Linked DNA regions of Callithrix jacchus: region 2 is linked to region 1. Evidence: chromatin contacts called from public Hi-C data. All regions are on one chromosome and are shown on one strand. Each heading gives the region's core, a stretch centred on a gene start, on an enhancer-like site or on the middle of the called end of the contact. The rest is flanking DNA. Distances are from core to core; before and after follow the strand shown.

Region 1 (7,219 bases), core at 3,318-5,817:
TGAACTGTGGGGCCTGGCCTTGCATGATTTGGTGGCTTGTGTAGGACTGGGACTTGGGGAAACATGAAATCAGCCTGTCATTCAAGTCAGGAGTGATTGGTAAAACTCTTACAGATATGCTGCTTCTCATTCTTGTGTCTCAAATAAAGAAATGTAGGTTTAGAGAAAGACTTAGAAGAGCCATAAATAACAGTGCTATAATAAAAAAGCAGTGGTAATAGTAATAACGACTATCCTTAATGGACTCCTACTACTGTGTGTGCCAGGCACATTGCTTGTATTATCTGCAGTCCTTTCAGCAGTCTTGCAAAGGCATCATCATTATCCCTATTTTATAGACAAGCAAACTGGTAGAATTCAGAAATTTGTTCAATACCTTGGTTTGTCTGATGCTAAGCCTACATTCTTTCCACTAAACTAGTGATTTGAAACCCAACTGTGCTTCAGAATCCCCTAGGGAAGTAGCCCCTGCCTCCAGGGACTGTAAATCACCATCAGGCTGCAGAGTGGTCCGCAAACTCACATTTCTGCCTCTCAGGGGTCGCTGAAGAGCTAGTGGTAACAATTTTTAAAAAAAGACTCTATTTTTGGTTATTGCTAAGACGTAAAATTGCATTTCTTTTTCTTTTGGAGACAGTCTTGCTCTGTTGCTCAGCCTAGGTGCTGTGGCATGATCATAGCTCACTGCAATCTTGAACTCCTGGGCCCAAACGATCCTCCCACCTCAGCCTCCCAAGTAGCTGGGACCATAGGCACATGATACAATGCCCAGTTTATTTTTAAATTCTTTGTAGAGGTGGGGGTCTTGCTATGTTGCCCAGGCTGGTCTCTAACTTTTGGGCGCAAGCGATCCTCCTGCCTTGGCCTCCCAAAGTGCTGTGATTCTGGGTGTAGTCATTTGTATGAACCATGGAGCCTGGCACTTTTTTTTTTTCTTTTTGAGACAGAGTTTCACATTGTCACTCGAGCTGGAATGCAGTGGTGCAATTTTGGTTCACTGCAACCTCCTTCTCCTGGGCTCAAGTGATACTCCCACCTCCGCCTCCCGAGTAGCTGGAGTTACAAGCACACACCACCACTCCTGGCTAGTTTTTGTTTTTTTTTTGTAGAGACGGGGGTTTTGCCATGTTTTCCAGGCTGGTCTTGAACTCCTGAGCTCAAGTGATTCACCCCCCTTGGCCTCCCAAAGTGCTATAATTACAGGTATGAGCCCTACTGCATCTAGCCCACGTTCTTTTATAATTCAGGAGCTTTTAGTGTATTTTGGCTCTGTCATTATCAGACAAAAAAGAGGCAAGAATTTGGGCCACAAGGGCTGGAGGGTGGCATTGGAGTTTTCTGATCACATCACCAGACATTAATTTACATTTGCTCCTCAGGGAAACTCCCTACCGCCATCTGGGTCTTTGCTCCCCACTACTGTCTGCGTCATTGCATAGTACCAAGGGCGGCTGTGAACTAGTCAGCAGCCATGTCCTAGTCAGCAGCCGTTTAGAGGGAAGCCTGGATTCTCTTCCCTCTGGCCTGGCTGGTTCAGGAGGTGGAGGCTGCGGAGCCTGGGCGGGAGCAGGGCAGCACATGGTGGGTGCTGGGTTATTTTTGTCGGATGAGAGAGAATTGGCGCACAGACTGGACGGTGTCTCAGGGTTGCTGGAGTTTACAAGTCCAGAAATCCATGAGTCCAAGGAAGTGTGAAGAGAGAATAAGGGAAGGGAGGCCGGAAGGTGGGAGAGAAGGGGAAATCCAGGCAGCAGGAAGAGAGAATTTTAGAGTAAGAAACCAACAAAATATAATATTCATTATGTACCCAGATTGAACTACTATGGTGCTAAAAGTTGTCAACCAAGCACCAAAATTAGCATATCTAAAAATCATCAAGACGGTCATGCATAGATAAAAGAACAGATGTAAGGCAGAAAACTCCTCCACTTCTTCAGCGAGGTTATTTCATGACATACAGCCTGATTATTTCTGTCTCTGTTGCCACACGGTCATTTTGGAGCCAGATTCAGTGGTGCGAGGAGGTTGTGGAAAGCACTCAGTGGATGCCGCCTTTCCCTCCCTCCCCAGGCTGCCCAGGCCTTCTCAGGTATGGGAGGGGTCCTGAGACCCTTTTCCTCCTTCCTTCTCTTCCTTATTTTCATTATGCCTTATGGGTATGGTACGGTACTGGGAAAAGTTTCCCTCTATGTCCGCAACTGTTCCTCTCCTCTAATCATCCGTAAACCACATCTCACAGCTTAAAAAAAAATCAGCTTGGCTCCTAACCTTGTCTTAGACAAGGGGTGTAAGTTACATTTCACTTAATGGGTCCTGCAGCAGTTTTCTTTGCTGTGGGAAAGCTGGGCACTGCTCTGCTCATGCCTGTTTTCTGGGTTTTCAGCTTGTGGGCGCCTCACCTGCTTTCTCTAATTTGAGGCTGAGACTATTTCCAAATGGCATATCCCTGTAATTCTGTTTTTAACTTAGAATTAAATGAAGTCCTTGCTGTCACTTGTTTCCTATTTGATGATATTCCATCTTGCTTTACTGTTTATGGTAATATATCACTATTAGGGTAATCATGGATGTCCAGGTTTTCAAGTGAAAGCTGATTGTGCCTGACCCATCTCAAGAAAATGAGTGGGCAGTTTATTTTTAAGAGCCCACAGGAAGAAAAAAAAAAAAACCACCAAAATCTGTGACCTGATTTTTAGGCTTTTTGCCGTGTGTCTCTAAGACTGGATCTTTAATTTTGTTTGTTTTTTTAAACTTATGAAGGAGTGGGCATCTTCAGTGTCTTAGCAGCCACATTGCAATCTGATCCTTATGATGAAAGGTATTTTTTTTGCCTAGAAAGCTAACACCTGTCTGCTTGTGTTATTTCTTTCAGGAAATTTCAGTAGTAATGTATCATTCATCTAGTGGTAAGATTTTCAGCAATGAGAACATTCTGAAGCAGCTGAGAAAGCCCTAAGAAAATAACTGTCAGAATGCTCATGAGTTTCTCTCTGTTGGAGAAGAGTCAAGCCATTTCCTCCTTTTCCAGGATAGAGGATAGTTATCCTTTTTGCATATTACAAGGTTAGAGTGGAGAAGTTCGCCATGCAGCTGTGGCGCAGGCTAGCATGCAGGGCTTGCGGAAGCAGACAAGTGGTGAGATGGTGGGCTCTGCTAAGCCCCAGGGTGGGAGTAGGAGCAGAAGCCAGAGCCTGGGAGCCAGCGAGGTCAGTGAGGAACAGGCCCAGCCTTATGCGGTTTGAGATCTTTGAGAGCCTCAGATGCCAACCTGGTAGAGGAGACATTTAGAGGGATGCCTCCGGTACCTCAAGACCCTAGGAAAGAACAGTGGGGAGTCAGGGTTGGGGGGGTGGGAGGCCTGAGTTGATTGCCAGCAGCTGCCAGATACTATGGCCCTTTGTGAATGTACTTTCCTCATTCATCAAATAGCTGCCGCTGTCTATTCAGTGCCTACCGGGTGGCAGAGTGTTCTAGGTGCTGGGGATGCCACAGTGACAAAACCTCATCCCTGCTTTCATAAGGCTTACCTTCCAGTGAAATTTAATCCCAGAGAGAGCAGACCAGCCATCCACATGGGGGTGCTGCCGTTTATCGTAGGGATGCACAGCACAAGGGAATTAAAAATAATTGAACATTTTCAAAAATTGTTTTTAATGGGGCTATAGATGAATATGTAGTAAAATCAGTTTGAAGAGGAACTGTCGCAGCTATTTCTGTAATCTTTCAGATGCCCAGCCTGAGCCTCTGACAGTTGTTAAATGTAGCATTTCTACTGTCCACGGGTGAAATGGCCTGTGGCAGCCCTGATGCCACCTTTATTTCCTCCAGGCTGGACAGAAGGGAGGTGCAAGCATGGGGTTCTTGACCTGACTCCGTGGGAAGGAATCATACCGTATGGGGTTTTTGGAAGGTGTTCCTGCTTTTGAGTCATCTCATGTACTTAGTGCCAGGCTGTGGTTTTGACATGTTGGGTGGTGATGGGTTCCAGACAGCTCAGTGGAGATGCTGGAGCAGAAGGAAACAGGGACGTGCCGTGGAGGAGGGGACGAGGGCTGCAGCCTGAGGTGCCAGCTGAGAGTGAGGCCGCTGACACTGCCCGGGGGAGCGCATGTCTGGCGAGGAAAGAGGTGCCTAGGCGTCCTACAAAGCACCAACCTTTATGAGTGAAGAGGAGCCACCCAGAGAGCCAGGAAAGGCGATGGAAAAGCTGAGGGGAGTTCCACGGGCAGCACAGGAAGGCCGTTTCTGACAGGAAGACACACGCAGCTGCAGTGAGCCCTGAGGAATACCCAGTAAGCCTGCGGGCTGACATCGTGCTCGTTTGGTCACTGGTGACCCTCAGAAGAGTGGTTGGGAAGGCGGCAGGTTGCAGTAGGTGAAGCGAGGGAGGGATAGGAAGCAAGAAAAAGGCTCTGGACAGCTAGAAGAGAAGCAGTGTGTTTGGTTTGTTTTTCCTTGTGCTGGAAGAGGGTGGAGCTCCTGCGTTTCCTAAGCTGCTTTCTCTGCCGGGCGCTGTGCTGGGTGCTCCCTGCCCGGCCCTTGACTGCCCACCGACTCTTCCTCCTCTCTGGCAGGCCTAGAGCTGCTCAGGGGAAGGTGGGAGCAGGCCTGGCTCTTTGTGGCCCAGTACCTGGGGTCGTGTTTGGCATACAGTGGGGCTCAGAGTATGCTGGTGACACCAGTTCCCTTACGGCACTCCTCGGTGGCAGGGTTTGCCTTCCCCATTTTACAGATTGTGAGGTAATGTGCAAAGAGGGGTGCATGTGCTTTCGCCAAGGCCATAAAATGATGGCGCCAGGAGTCAGCCCTGAGGCAGATGAACTCGGGGCCTGTGCTGGCCTTGTACCTTGTTGAGGGTAGAGAATATTTCACTAGATTTGTAGGCTGGGGGGAAGATTATTTACAGATATTTCCAGAAGATCAGTTTTGTAATATATTGAACTGCCAGTGTATTTTGGGTGCCTTTGATCTCTGTGGTAAACTGGATTGTCATGCTGACGTATAGTGAGTCAGCTGGCTTGGGGAAGACATCCCTGAGTGTCTGGGAAAACTTCTTGGAGATCATTGCATTTGGGGAGTTAGCTTTGGTTATTGCCACTTGTGTGGCAGAAACCTTGGGTTAAAGCATGGTCAGCAGGAGTAATGTTGTTATTGTACATTTTCTCTTTATCCCCTCTGAAAGCTTATGTTTGAGAGCTGTCATTCAGGATTGGATACTAAAAAACTTGGCAGTTCTAAAACAGTTTTCTCTCTGTGTGTATAGGTTATTCTCTGATGTTAAAACGGCTAATTTTGCACAGGTATGTATTTCCTACAATATATTTATAACGAAACCACTCTGTAAATTTCAACTTGAGTACATGTCCTGTCTCAAGTTTTACAGACTGTAGGTCAGATTCCCTCATGCTGTGTGGAACCTCAAAGAGAAATCAATTGTTGTAGTGAAATATTAAGTATTGAATAATTAGTAATATAAAATAATGTTTCAAACAATTTCTAGGTGCCAAGCACTGTGCTAAGAATTCGATGTGTATTTTCTAGGAGGTAGGTTCTATTAAGGTACTCATGTTAAGCACACATCTAGCAAGTGGTAAAGGTGTGGTTTGCACTCAGGTGTTCTGACTCCATTGCCTTTCATATATGCTGTATTGCCTCTCAGGAGGGACTGGAATGTGGACAAGTGGTCTGAATTTACATTGTGGAAAGTGTTGTTACAATGAAATTTTTTATTGCTTGCTTGCATTCACATCATTTGATTTTCTTTTCTTTCTTTTTTTTGACACGGAATCTTGCTCTGTCACACAGGCTAGAGTGCAGTGGTGCGATCTTGGTTCACTGCAACCTCCGCCTCCCAGGTTCAAATGATTCTCATGCCTCAGTCTCCCTGGTAGCTGGGATTACAGGCCTACACCGCCGTGCCCAGGTAATTTTTGTATTTTTTAGTACAGATCACCATGTTGGCAAGGTTGGTCTTGAATCCTAACCTCCAGTGATCTGTCTGCCTCGACTTCCCAAATTGTGAGGATTACAGGCATGGATGGCCACCACACCCGGCCTCAAATCATTTGATATTCTATGACGATATTGGAGAAATTGATGGAGAAAGATCTTCCTTTCCCACTAAGAGAATACCATTTGGTTAGAGAGACCTGTAAAACAGAATCACTGAAGATGCTGCACAGTAATAAGACTCCCAGCCAGCAGGTGAAACAAGAGTTGTTTTTTTCTTTTCGGGGTTCTAGGTGACATGGCTCTAAGGTGGCCACCGGGGAACCCTCACTCCCACCCCTTCCATAGCAAACACTTTCATTATACACGTCCCTTCTGTCCCACCAGTTACGGAACAGAATGGAACTGAAGTGTGTTTCTTCTTTTGATGAGAATGTGAAGGGGGATCTTTGTACCTGGTTAGTTTTCATTACAATTCCCCCTTCCTAAAGAGAAAACTCAGAATCAGGATGCATTTCTTGTGTCTGAAGAACCTTTTTCCAACAAAAAAACCTTGTCAGCATTAAAAGTATAGTCTGAATGGCTCCGTTTAGTATGGCAGCTATCAGCTTTATGTGGCTATTTAAATTAAAATTAATTGAAATTAGGCTGGGTGTGTTGGCTCACTCCTGTCATCCCACACTTTGGGAGACTGAGGCAGGTGGATGATCCCAGGTCAGGAGTTTAAGACCAGCTTGGCCAACATGGTAAAACCCTGTCTGTACTAAAAATGCAAAAATTAGCTGGGCATCGTGGCAGGCACCTGTAATCCCAGCTATTTGGGAGGTCGAGTCAGGAGAATCTCTTGAACCTGGGAGGTGAAGGTTGCAGTGACCTGAGATTACACGACTGCACTTCAGCCTGGGTGACAGAGCGATATTCTGTCTCACTCACTCACTCAGTCATTCAATCAATCAAATAGAATTAGGCTGGGCATGGTAGCTCATGCCTGTAAACCAGGATTTTGGGAGGCTGAGGCAGGAGTATCACTTGAGCCCAGGAGTTTGAGACCAGCTTGGGCAACATAGCAAGACCCCATCTCTACAAAAAAATTAAGAAATTAGCCAGGCATGGTGGTGTGTGCCTGTAGTCCCAATACCTAGGTGGCTGAGATGGAGGATCACCTGAGCTCGGGAGTTTAAGGTTGCAGTGAGCCACTGCACTCCGGCCTGGGAGATAAAGACCCTGTCTCTTAAAAAAAAAATTAATGAAATAGAATTAGTTAAGGTCT
Region 2 (7,219 bases), core at 3,085-5,584, 150 kb after region 1:
TTAAGAATTTGTTTAATTTTAAAAAACACATTTCAACTAAGCATACCCCCTGCAAACTTTTTCATATAATATTCTGAAGATTTCCATTTAAAATATGGGGGAAATGAATTTCAACCCATTTTATAGGACTGTCAGCTAGTTACTAAAAAATTAATGAAGGAGTATGAAGGAGTACTATAGAAAAATAGGCACTAGACAAAATTGGAGATTAAGAGAGGCTGAAACATAACTGATTTGCAGGATATTGGTTTTGATAATAGAAGGATAAGGATGATCTGTAGTTGATAAATGAGGCTCATTAAGTAAGGGATGATAAATGCAGATGTTCCTGACTAATAGAGAAGTCAGCATACAAATTTTGCCATAATAAAATTGGGGATGGGTAGGCTTTGACCAGCTTGCAGCTCTTACAGTGACCTCTGTGAGGCCTTGGGAGCTCCTCTGTGGTCTCTATGCCTGGGCCACAGAGGCAGCCTGGACCCCATGGGGCCTCGGGCTAGCAAAAACGGGAGCCAGAGTGGGTCTCTGGGAATCTAGAGCCACCTAGAGCAGAGCATACAAGGAGCTCCCCCATGGTGTAGAGGCCAGGGCAGGAGTGCAGCTCCTGCAAGTCTAAGTTTTTATTTTTTTTATGCTAAAAAGAAGAAGAAGAAGAGGAAAAAAAAAACCCATGACTCTAATGTTCTGAGGTCTCTCTTCTCACCCTAGCCTGCACTTCTGGTTTTGGCATGGCAGTGCCTGGCACGTTAGGCTAGATGCCACCATCCTCACCCCCATCCTCCTTCTCCTAGTGCTTCTCCTGTGTGCTGGGATCTGCTGCCTCCAGCTCCTGCAGGCAATGGCTGGTGTGCAGCGTTGAATGCATTTTCCTTTATATTATTCAAGTTAGGTGGGAAATAGCTTTTAATTTACAGATTTTCACTTCGCAGGTAACTCTGAAGGCACACATCTGTTTTATATAACAAGGGATATATAACCAGCAGGGGCTCATAGTAGCATTTGTGGACTGGTTGTTTGCTTTTATGTTTCTTTGGGACTGGAAGTAACTATTTTTAACGTTAACTGTCTGTTTGGGAGAGGAAATAAATACATGTAGAGAAGGTTCTACCTGAGCCGAAATTTCCCATTCTTCCCTCACAATGTAGGGTTTTAGGGGTGTCTCTTTTTTTTTCTCATCTTTTTCTCTTGCCTTCTCTAAATTGTTGTAAAATAACTGAATGGTCTTGTTTTCCTTTGTTTGGGTCAAGAAATTTTAGCTGAAAATTGTTACTGTGTGAAAGAAGATTATTGACTCAACAAGCCTTCAATTTTCCGTGAATAACACTCCCACCCCCTAGCTTCAGGAACATGCCGCGCATGCATTCTATTTTAAAATACAGACTGTAATTTAAAACAGGCATTTTGATGCCCCACTGAACTTTGTTTAAGCCTGGAATAAAAGAGGAGAAACAAGCTTTAAGCCACAAAAAAGTGACTAAGCTTTCTCAACTACTTTTCTTCATAATACATTCTAAAAAAATTAAAAAAGCTTGTAGGTACTATTGTCTCTTTCCACAGGACCGAAGTTGCACCCAGTTTTAGATCGGGCTATGCAGATCTTTCTGCTTGGTTCATTATTGAGATGCCATTTGGACTTTCCAGTCAACAGGGTCATATTTGCTGCTGTCTGTCTGTATGGTACAGGTTCAGTGTATGTGAGAACATTCTAAAATTACATATATAATTTTTAGCATTCATTTACTTATAGATAATTTTTTAGAGTTCTCTTGATTTAACCTGATTATTATACTGGAATGGTATAAATATTTAACTACAGTTTTATTTACCATCAGGTCATTGTAGAAATTGTGATTTGAAAGTAGTTTGTTACTTGCTTTTTTTCTTCCTCACAGAAATGAAAATGAACAGCTTATAGTGACTTGAATGGAAGAAACAATAGCTTTACTGTCTTGATAAAATAATATGTTTTGGCTGAGAGACTTGTTCTGATCGCCGCACTGAATGCCAGCAGGGCAGGGTCTCAGCTGAGGTTCTGGCCTTGAGCAATGCCATTTCTCAGAGCTTCTGTTTCTTTGAAAAATGAGTAAGTTAGATTTAGGAAACTCTAGCACCTTCTAGCTCCACAGTTTTTCATTAAAAGCCATCTTTGTTAACGTATGAGAGAAAGCACTGATAAAAACGGACTCTTTCTCTGCGTTTGGGAGAAAGTCAGTGGAGTGAGTGAAGTGCGGGCACATTGAAATCTCCAGAAACAGCTCCTATGTGGCGCTTGGTGGCCTCTCTTCCATTCTCCGGTGCCATTTGCTTTTGTAGCAGGGCCAGTTGAACTTGTTGAGGGATTTGGGGCTGCCTTACTGAGTATATAATCTTAGTATCAGGCCTTGGGAGCACCGCAGACCTTCCTATATGGGGTCTCCCTCTTCTCTTTCATCTCAGATTCCAGAGGTCCCCCTTCCTCTCCTGTGTGATCAGTTTGGGAGCCGTTATGTGGTTGCATATAGGGAAGTCTAGGGAAAAAGAAACTTCGTGGAAAAGGAAAGGGGGAGGTAGAAAAACCAACCAACCAATCAAATAAACGAAAAAGCTGCAGGACGATGAAATCTTTGTGATGCAAAGGCTAATGCCAACAGGATGGTTTTCTGAACCAAGTTGATCGTGTGCCAAGTTGTTTTTCATTTCTTGATGGGGTAAGGAAGGCCCTGAGGGTATGTACCTGAGGTCTTCATTCACCCCCAACCCTCAGGTTTACATCTGAGTCACTGGCAAACGCACTATGCTTTTCCAGCCGAGATTGATATGAATGGAAGTAGTAGTAACCCAAAGACATGAAAACCGCTGTTTGTCTTGAGTGGAACTCAAGCCGTGGGTTCCCCCTACATGCCTATGTTTTGTGTGTGTTTACCGCCCCCCACCACTCACCCCCCGCTTTTTTTGGAGTGTTTAGAGCTCACTGGTTTGATCTGGGTAGAGTGATGTGTTACAGTTCTCACTTTTACTTGATTTCTCACTGCTCTTTCTGTCAGAGCACAGAAGGGTACATGCAGTGAGGCAGTAGCAGAAGCCACACCTGCTCCTCAGGCGGATGTCCTCTCTGACGCAGGCCAGAGTGAGCCTGGGGACCACCTAGTGCGCTGCGGCTCCTGGCACTTGTGCCTGCATATCGTTTCCTGATTTTCAGAATTGTCTGACCTGCATAGGTAGGGATCTCCGCAAGTCTTTCTTTTCTCCATGGGCATGAGTAGTCGAGCCGTGCAGTGAGTCAGTCCACACCTGGGGAAAATGTGTAGTTGGTCTTTTGTAATTATGCTGTATCTGGAGAAAGTTTGGCTCCAGAATGATAACATAACACTCCATTGGACACCATTTTTTAAAGTCTTGTTGTATATAAATGAAAATATTGTCCAGGCATGGTGGCTCATGCCTGTAACCCCAGCACTTCGGGAGGCCGTGGTGGGCAGATCTGTTGAGCCTAGGAGTTTGAGCCCAGCCTGGCCAACATGGTGAAACCCCATCTTCACTAAAAATACAAAAATTACCCAGGTGTGGTAGGGCATGCCTGTGGTCTGAACTACTTTGAGGTTGAGGTAGGAGGATGGCTCGAGGCTGGGAGATTGAGGCTGCAGTGATCACACCACTGCACTCCAGCCTACACAACAAAAGCAAAGACCCTGTCTCAACAACAACGAAAGTGAAAATACTAGTTAATGGACACTAGCAACTGCTAGTAAAAGAGGAATAATGGGCTGGATGTGGTGCCTCATGCCTGTAATTCCAGCACTTTGGGAGGCCAAAGTGGGCGGATCAATTGAGGTCAAGACCAGCCTGGCCAACATGGTGAAACCCCACCTCTACTAAGTATACCCCCCCCCCAAAAAAAAGCCAGGTGTGGTGGTGCACACCTGTAATCCCAGGTACTCAGGATGCCTAGGCAGGAGAATCACAAGAACTTGGGAGGTGGAGGTTGCAGTGAGCTGAGATTGTGCCACTGCACTCCAGTCCGGGCGACTCTGTCTTTAAAAAAACAAAAAAACAAAACCAAACAGGAAGAAGAATAGATATGCCCATTAGTGAGTGTCCAAGATATAGGTGTGTGCATTGTAAAGACGGGGCTTCTTGACATCTGTTTGCCTGCCTAAAGCCCCCACTCCACTCTTCCATAGTATTTTGAAAGTCTAGAACTGTCAGGTTACCAAGTGGATTATAACGTTCTTTTTACATACGCAAAACCTTCGTTTTGGAAATGGCCGTCCTGACCCTGGAGGCAGGGACACAATTTGAGAGTGTGAGCTCAGCCTGGCTGGGAAACTGGTGGCTGTGGGAGTGCAGAGGAAGAAAACTCTTGGAATAAAGGGAGGAAGGGCACGAGGGAGGGACGATAGATGCTTTTGAGGTTTTTAATCTGTGTGACCAGGGTGTGTTGGTGGTGTTGCTGACAAACATGGGGAAACAAACGTAGTGGGAAGAGAAAAGATACCCAGAGATTTTTATGAGAGTAAAGCAAGTCCTGAATAACTTTGCTCAAATCCTGTAACACCTAAAAGGATGCAACTCATCTTTTCTACTAAAGCCTTGTTTTTTATATAGTTCTTTATATCAGAAGTAAAACATTGTCATAAATGAGAATTGATGTTGAAAGAATGGTGGCATCGGCTATGACATTGCATTTCATTTAAATTTTTGGAGATGATTTGAAGAGTGTTGTGGAAGAGTGTGTATAAACAACTCAGCACGTCTTCCCAGAGTGTGCACAACTGGAATTGGAACTAGGGCAAGGCACAGTCGCAAGAAAAAAAGAAGCTACATAGTTCAGTTGGGACTCAGGCTAGTCTTATTTTCTTTTGCTTTTAGGATAGTGCAATAAGATTCTATCTGAATAGGTTCCTCTCCTTGGGTAGAGACAGATTACATTGTATTACTTGGTTTGATATGCTTTTGAACGATTTAGCCTACGTTCTTATTTCCTTTCCTTTTGGAGTTACATTTCCTAGTTTAATTTATCTCATTATTAATTTCTCCTTCTCTGAAACTTTTTGGGCTGTAGGTATTGTGGCATAGTCTACAAATTTAATGCCTTTACATTTTTTTTTTTTTTTTCTTTTTGCAAGTGTAGGGTGTGTGAGTATGGGACAGTGGGGGAGGGGACTGGCTTTAATATGCTGTTTTGAAAGATGCTCTCTTTTATTTTGTAGAAATGGGTTACCACTTTGAGCACCATGAGATTCTGATACATTTGGATCCTAGCAGAGGAATTGGGACTTTAGAAAATTACTCTGAATTCCAAAGGGCTACTTAAAAAAAAATATACACACACACACACACACCCTTTCCTCTCTTTTTTCTTCAATTTTGAAAAGCGCTGCCATTTTACTCCAGGAAATGACAAAGAAAAGAGCAAAGGTTTTGCTTTAGGGATGAACAGAAATACTTTTGACTTAATTTATTAACTTTTTTTTTGGTATAAGCTAAAGATGAAACATATTACAGCTGCCAAGGGCAATTAATGAAACATGAAAAGTTAATATTAACGATTTCTTAACATGCATGTATTTTTATGTATTTAATTTGACTTGGATTTTTTTTGAGCTGTAATTTCCATCTGTGAAAATAAGGACTCCAGAATGGCAGGGCACCTGGACAGTGGTGGAGTAGTGGTCAGTCTAGAGCTTGTTCCAGCCATGACGGCAGCTCCTTCGAGCACCTGCTCCTGAGTGTGGTGGTACCATGGCATCCCGTAAACTTTTTCAAAGCTTAAACCGTCTCTCCTTTGAAATATAAAACTATTTTGCCAATTTTGATTAAAGTTAGGAATAAATACAAATGTTCTTGAGTAAATACAAATGTGGTCAAATTTCCTGTTTGTTTTTCATAGTTGCCGCATTAATTTCTTTATTTCTGTTTAGTGTTTTTTTGAGACAGAATATTGCTGTGTCATCTACACTGGAGTGCAGGCGTCATCATAGCCTAGAACGCCTGGGCTCAAGTGATTCTTTGGCCTTAGCCTCCCGAGTAGCTGGGACTATAGGCATGTGTCACTACGCCTGGCTAGTTTTTAAATTTCTTGTAGAGACGGGGGAGGGGGTGAGAAGGTGGTGTCTCACTCTTTGCCAGGCTGGCGTTGAAATCCTGGCCTCATGTGATCCTCCTTCCTCTTGCCTCCCAAGTGCTGCAGTTGCAGATGTGAGCCACAGTGCCCAGCCCCAATTGCTCCATTTATGTTTTTCTTTAGCCAACATGCCTTAATGTTGACATCCTCAATTAAGATGCAATATCTTGTCTTTTCTGCTTCTCAATTATGCAGAAAAATTCAATTATGTTTAATAATCATTTATTGATGGTGTCCTATGTCTAAGATTTTATATTAGATGTAATATTAATAAAAAGAAAAATAAAAAATTCAAATTATTTCACTGGCTTATTAATGTTTGTTCTTTGCCATAACACATCAGGAATAAGAAAAGAAATGAGCAGAAAATACCTACTTTAGTGATGCTGGTTACTGAAAGTAGCATCTTTCTTCATTTTATCTTCAGAGAACCACATCCAAATAGCTGCAGAATTCTTACTTTCAGCACATATAATTTCACAGAAGTGTTTTGCCATCTTGTGGAAATCTTGACTATTTGGAAGTTGACGAGCAGCAATGGCTGTGACAGAACTGTGGTCATAGACTTTTATACAAGGTTCAGGTGGCATTGAGTCGTGTGTTATCAGTGCTGGTGGTTTCAGAGCAGGAGAACACTGCCTCCCAAGTCTCCCAACACTTTTTCGAACACCTGGTGTGGGAGAGTAACCTTTATGCTGGCTTTCTTGAGGAGTTTCATGAGGATTTTATTATTTTTACTACTTTTCTTGCTGACTTAATTGGCATTTTCGTTGTGTAGGGATAAAAACATCTTTGATATAATTCTGGCCTGTTTGGGGGTATCAGATTTATAAAAGTATTTCTAAATATGCACGCAGTTGCTGACAAGGCACATTTCACACCTGATTGAGTTTTATGGCCTGGATACTCCACCTTGAGTTTTGCACATACATAAGACCTAAGTGCATAAACCTCTTGGGCAGTGCGCCTACCACGTACAGAAGTGTCCTGTGAATGTCAGTTTCTTGCCCTTTCTTTGCCCTCCTCCTTTTGTGAAATGATATTTGGCTTCTGGGGCCTGTGAGGGCTGCTGGGGCACCACACTTCCCCGAGATTCAGTATTCCTTTCCTGTGAGC

Evidence for each region. Hi-C and Micro-C count contacts between places; a contact is called where the count stands out from the background.
Region 2: a contact with region 1 is called in a Hi-C map of skeletal muscle, with 4 times the contacts expected there. The contact joins two enhancer-like sites. A contact is called at or near these places in 2 of 3 Hi-C or Micro-C datasets (both in skeletal muscle).

Annotation. Positions count from the first base shown.
Region 1 is chr4:163,622,399-163,629,617 of calJac240_pri, forward strand. The region is part of intron 1 of ARID1B (AT-rich interaction domain 1B); the gene reads left to right. Among named protein-coding and RNA genes, the nearest start is that of ARID1B, 20 kb to the left of the region's middle. Within about 2 kb of position 4,568, at least 7 of the 16 cell types and tissues checked have an H3K27ac peak or open chromatin away from gene starts, as enhancers often do. A contact at or near this core is called in skeletal muscle, where this site is marked.
Region 2 is chr4:163,772,282-163,779,500 of calJac240_pri, forward strand. The region is part of intron 4 of ARID1B (AT-rich interaction domain 1B); the gene reads left to right. Among named protein-coding and RNA genes, the nearest start is that of ARID1B, 170 kb to the left of the region's middle. Within about 2 kb of position 4,335, at least 1 of the 16 cell types and tissues checked has an H3K27ac peak or open chromatin away from gene starts, as enhancers often do. A contact at or near this core is called in skeletal muscle, where this site is marked.